Linked DNA regions of Ovis aries: region 2 is linked to region 1. The links are chromatin contacts, called in public Hi-C maps. All regions are on one chromosome and are shown on one strand. The core of a region is the stretch at or near the end of the contact, and the rest is flanking DNA. Distances in the headings are between cores, read along the strand shown.

Evidence for each region. Hi-C and Micro-C count contacts between places; a contact is called where the count stands out from the background.
Region 2: a Hi-C map of hypothalamus shows a contact between it and region 1, with 5 times the contacts expected there. The contact joins the enhancer-like site here to the promoter of SPATS2L in region 1. A contact is called at or near these places in 3 of 16 Hi-C or Micro-C datasets (hypothalamus, skin fibroblasts and tail adipose tissue).

What each region holds. Positions count from the first base shown.
Region 1 is chr2:202,605,340-202,608,196 of ARS-UI_Ramb_v3.0, reverse strand. It overlaps SPATS2L (spermatogenesis associated serine rich 2 like), which reads right to left and starts at 1,384. Exons shown (of 13, transcript XM_042244055.1): 1 at 1,193-1,384.
Region 2 is chr2:202,784,135-202,786,991 of ARS-UI_Ramb_v3.0, reverse strand. SPATS2L (spermatogenesis associated serine rich 2 like) reads right to left here. Exons shown (of 13, transcript XM_042244055.1): 11 at 1,871-1,973. Among named protein-coding and RNA genes, the nearest start is that of KCTD18, 39 kb to the left of the region's middle. Within about 2 kb of position 1,486, at least 15 of the 54 cell types and tissues checked have an H3K27ac peak or open chromatin away from gene starts, as enhancers often do. A contact at or near this core is called in hypothalamus, where this site is marked.

The DNA of each region.
Region 1 (2,857 bases), core at 135-2,634:
GCGGGTCCACGTCGGAGCGCCGCCGCCACACGCTCGCCCTGGGCGCGCGAATGTGCGCCGCACCCGGCGCCTCCTCCCGCCCGCCGGCTCGCTTGCCAGTGCCGGCCCGAGAAAGGCAGGACGGCGACCTCCGCGTCCGGTCCGCGCGGCCAGCCCGCGTCGGCGCCGAGCGGGGGCCACACCCAGCGCCCCGGGAGGCGGCGGGGGCTGGGCGACTCAGGCTGCGGATCGCGCGGCCCGGGCTCAGCCACCGTCCCGGTTGCGCAGGCCCCGCCGCGTCCCGGCCCGAGCCCGGCGGGCGGGCGGGGAGTGGGTCCCGGGAGGCGGCGGCGGCCGGAGATCCCGGGCTTACCTCTGTGCCGAGCGCCGGCCTCTCCGTCCCGGACCGGGGACGGGGATCGGAGGCGCGGTTGCCGGGGGGAGGCGCGGCGGCGGTGGCGGCCCCTGCGGCGCGGAGGGCGGGCCGTGCAGGAGCCGCTGCCTGGGCCGCGCGCCGTCCGGAGCTAGCCCCGCGCTGCCGGCGCTCGCGGCGGAGGGCGCAGCCGGCTCGGCCCCCGGGCTAGATTCCTTCACTGACACAACTCCGGGTCGGCCCGCTCCACGCAGGGACACTCCCGCCCCTCGCAGGCTGCTCCCGCCCGCCGGCCAGCCGGCCAGCCCGCCCCTCGGTGTCACTCACCCAGGCGCACACACCCAGAGCCGGCGCCCCTCGCTCCCGCTCGCACACACAGCGCTGCTCACGCCTCTCTCGGGTTTTGTATCCGCTCACACGCACGTTCTGACACAGATCCCTTCCCTCCACACGCCCTCCCTAGCTCCTTTCCCACCCCACTTTCTAGAAGAATCCCCATACAGCTTCCGCACTTTGCTTGCTTGCCCCACACCACCCTCCTCGCCTTCCCCCAACCTCTCCCTCACTTAAGCTGCCTCTGTGCGATTCAGAGATGTTGCCACCACCGGCACGTGTTGCAGGAGAGGCACCCTCCCCTGCCCAGGAGAAGGAACTTTGCTCCCCCAGCACTGTCTATAAACGCAAGAGTCTTCTCTTTTTCAGAAAGCACTAAGGCTTTCTAGTGCTGAGCCAAGCTCAACATGTAAACAAAGGTAGCCGACTTCCGAAATGACCAGAAGAACCAGCAGCGGAAAAAGTAGGGGGGGTTGGGTTGGGTCTGACCTTAGAAACGCTGCTCACCCGAAGTGTCACGGCCCCTCCCTTTCACTGCCTTTCACGCTGAGTACTGGTTGCTCTAAACGTGTGTGATAACCAAGTTCCAGATAGATGCCGTGGGCACCAGCCCATGGATTTCTGCCTGAAAGTACAGTAATCGGAGAGTAAAGGCAGTTTCTCCGTCATTATTCATGATGGAAGCACTTCAGATAACACACCTCTTCCAGAGGCAGCAGAGTGAAATGCAGGCAGCTCTCCAGTTCAGTTGTTTTTTTTTTTTTTTCCAGGGTGACTTCACCTCCCTTCTTCTCAATACCAATAACTTTCTCAGCGGCTCCTTGGCTGTCAAAACTCAGACATACGCAGGCCAGAGTTCCTTACGACTCTCAAGTGGTACATCATCCAATGTTCAGGAATTCATAATTTGAAATTAGATACAAACACCTTTCTGGCAAAGCTCAAATCTGCTAACGTAATGTGCTCATGTTGACAAAACACTATTCTAATAAGGGATAAAGGAGCCGAAAGTGGAGGAACTTAAATTCTCATGTAACTTGTTGTGGTTCTTGTTATCCTGGATGGGAGTATGGGATCATAGAATTTTTTTAAAAATTTGTAAAAGCTTTGTTAAGTATTAACTCAATTATTCCTTTAAATAGTCCAGTCAGATAAGTAGTATTTTTGAACTTTGTTTTTTTTTTTATAGATAAACTGAGTCAAGGAGAGGAGAAATGGTAGAGGGAGGATTTGAACCTACACAGTCTGTCCCCATCGATGCTACTGAAAAGAAAGTTTGCTTCTAGAAGCCGTATTATATGCAAATATAAAGGATAAACTTCATACTACTTATCGAATTTAGATGGAAAGGTAACTTGGAACAATTTGACTTGGAATTTGATGCATTTTTTAGGTCCTCTGGCAAAATAATTCACTTAAGTTTTGAGGAGTTTCTCCTCATAATTAGAATTCCAAAATGAGTAATAAATTATTGTTTTCCTAGGAAGGGCTTTGGAAATAATATTGAACTCAGTCCTTTCATTCCATTTTCCTACTTCATTACCTCCTGGGACTCCAAAGCCAATTTGTTTAAAAGTCTGAAAGAAGAAAGCCTTCACGACCTGGATATGACCAGAGGGAAGAAAGGGTTTTCAGAGGCCTGTACCTGGCCTTTTACCTTTAAGGGCTACTTCTCAGTAAGTAGGTAGTCACACTTGCTTAGCCATTCAGTGGAGTCTGACTCTTTGCGACCCAATGGACTATAGCCCACCGGGCTTCTCTGTCCGTGGGATTTTTTTCAAGGCAAAGTAGGTAACTGGTATGTGTATGGCGAGTGAAAATATTAAAGCATTGAATGTGATGAAAATTAAATAAATGGAGAATGGGTGTATAGTAGTAGCCACTGTAACACAAATTAGACTAAAACTAATTCTCTTCTGGGAATGGAGGCCTAGTCCATCAAGAGACAATTATAAAGTAAAAGAAAATAATTACAACTTTCATTAGTCACTTAAGGGACCTAGCAAAAGAAGTTAGACTTTTAAAAGTTTATACAAAAAAAAAAAAATTAATTAAAAAAAAAAAGTTTATACAAAGACTTCCCTGGTGGTCCAGTGATAAGACTCCATTCCCCAGTACAGGGGTCCCTGGTTCGAGCCCTGGTCAGGGAACTAGATCCTGCATGCATACTGT
Region 2 (2,857 bases), core at 237-2,736, 180 kb before region 1:
ACGTGATAATGCTGAACTGGGGCTGGAGGGAATCAACTCAGGGATATATTCATGACCTTCCTGTCATAGTTCACCAGAATTTGACTGCCAGTCTGGACAGCAAGACCTTTGATCTTTAAAATGGTCACCAGTTTTGAAAAGCAATTTTCTCTACTACCTGTGTTGGCTTAGACTTAATCCCAGCATTCTTCCTGAGGATCTGGAGCGTGGGTAGGGATCACAGCACATTAGAAATGGAAATGACACGGATGCATCTCCAGGCCCTTCATCTGACAGGTCAGGTCATGTTGGGGGTTGTCCAAACAGGACCAGGGGATTTTAGTGGCTCTTTGCTAACAATGTTCAGTTTTCTAGGGGTCATTATTAGGGTCATTTTCTAGGGTTCAGTAGCTGTGAGCTTCAAATGTGCTCTCAACAAAGCCCAGAAGTAAAGGGCCTTTTGAGGACCACTGTCTCCCAACATGGGAGGCTGGGTTCCAGTGTGGACACTTGGGATTTGGTGAGGGATGGTTCCTCCCACTAGGTGGCACTGGTGTGCTCTGGAGGAGAGCAGAGGACGCTGCACTGCCCTCCCCTCCTCAGATGGTGGGGTCACTTGGCATCAGGGGCTCGCCCGTTATCAAGCTGAAGTGGAAACTAGTCTGCGTAGTTAAATTTCCAACTGTGAATCATATAGTCTGGCTTTTTTCTACAAAATCTTGGGATGGAGAATGGCAAATGGAGTAGATTCTTTCATAAGAGAGGAAGTATATAGAAAAAAAAAGAAAATAATTTAAAAGAAAGGCAGTCAGAAATTCAGATATTTGTCAAAGACAGGTGAACAAGGATGCTCACAGCAATGTTATTTTAATGGTGAGAAGATGGAAGCAACCTAAATGGCCACAATCCTGGGACTGTTTATGTCAATTATATTTAAGTAAATTATGGGTTAAAATATATTGACATGGAAAAATGTCAACCATATATTGTGAAATGATAAGAGCAAATTCTCTTACTATATATGTATGTCATGTAGTATAGTAAATAAGATGCAATATAATTAAATACACTGCATAATTTACACAATAGATTATATGTGCATAAAAGTATGAATGAGCCTCAAAAGTAATGTCGTGTTCTATTTAATATAGCTGTGTAATTTTTAGATCAAGATTGTATTTTTTATACTCAGAGAAAAAATGCAATTTCCACTTTGAAAAAAAAAAAAAAGTGCAGTCAGATCTCCATTTCTTAGCTCACTATGAGGCTGTGGATATTCCATGTCCTTCATCTGTCCTTCCTACCTCCTTGTGACTGTCCTTGGAGCCACTTAATGCAGGTTCCCACCTCCCTCAGTGGGTGGGCTGGAGCAGGGGGGAAAGAATCAGCCAATTTTGTTGCATGTTAACTGCTCTAATTAAGGGAGAGGCTAGGGAACTGCTGAGCAGTGCGTGTGTCACACACACACACACACACACACACACACACACACACACACAGAGCTGGGCCTTTCATGACAATAGCCCATTGTTCCCAGACTTATTAGGGAGACTTGCTCTTCCCATAACAGGTCTCTGTAGAACCAGACTTTTGAAATCAGAGACACTTGATCCGGCAATGCTTAAGAAAAGTTTGCGAAAGGTATAAACTAGTTGACCTGTTTTGTTCTGCTTAATAAATCCTGGAGATTTACTGATGGGCAGTGGCATTTGAAGACTCGAAGTTCCGATCTTGACATTTTTAGTGACTCGTGTCATGACCTTAGATCATTAAACTTCTTTAGACCTCACTTTAGCCCCCTGGGGGACCACACACCTGACATTTCCCATATTGACTCCAACAGCGCCAGTCTTACTCACACAGAATTATTTAGCAAGTATGCAGAACTCACTTTCTCCGCAGAGCATGATTTGGGCCTTGAGCTGTTCAATGTCACAGGAGAACCGGGCAGCTTTCCCGAGCTCTTCATCATATTTACGCTCGCTGACAAAGTGCTGCGGGGAAGAGACAGAACCCCATGATGACAGAAATGACTGGGACATGCTGCTGATCCATTCTCTCTGTCCTCCCGCCCCTGCTGTCGGTGTGAGAGCACCACCAGGCGGGGGGCAGGGCGACCCTGTGCTGGGAGGTGCCTTTCAAGAGGGCTTGGCTTCGTCCTGGAGCACGATCACCTTCTTGTTCTTGGGAACTTGTGCAGGTCCTGTCTTTACCCTACCTGGGCTTAGACAAAACTGTGGTTCAGGCAAGATGAGTGTCTGGACTCATCTACTTAACCTTTCAGCATCCTATGCCCTCTTTCTGGCACTTCCTGTCCTGTTGTAAGTTATGGGGTTGCCTTCTGGCCGTCTTACTAATCTGCCCAATGGCCTGCTCAGCTATCATTCCTCAAGAGAAAGTGTGTCAGCCTTCCTAAACATCCGTCTCCATTTTTAATAGGGGACCAGGAAGTGGTAAAGAACCTGCCTGCCAACGCAGGAGTTGTAAAGACATGGCTTCGATCCCTGGGTTGGGAAGATCCCCTGGAGGAGGGTGTGGCAACCCACTCCAGTATTCTTGCCTGGAGAATCCCACGGACAGAGGAACCTGGTGGGCTACGGTCCACAGGGTCGCAAAGAGTCAGACACGACTGAAACAACTTAGCACACTTAGTAAGTCCAAAAAGCCTTTAGTAACTAGAAACCATTATCGTGAATGGTAGAATTTCAAGTGCTGTTAAGGGAAGTGGGAAAGAGATTACTTTTCAGTTCATTTAAAATTAAGATCTATGTGCAGATGACAGAGGGAGAAATACAGAAATAACTATGACTCAGTCCCTCTGTGAGTTTAGCAGGGAGTTCACCATGTGGCAAGAGAGACAGATACCATAAAATAAAAT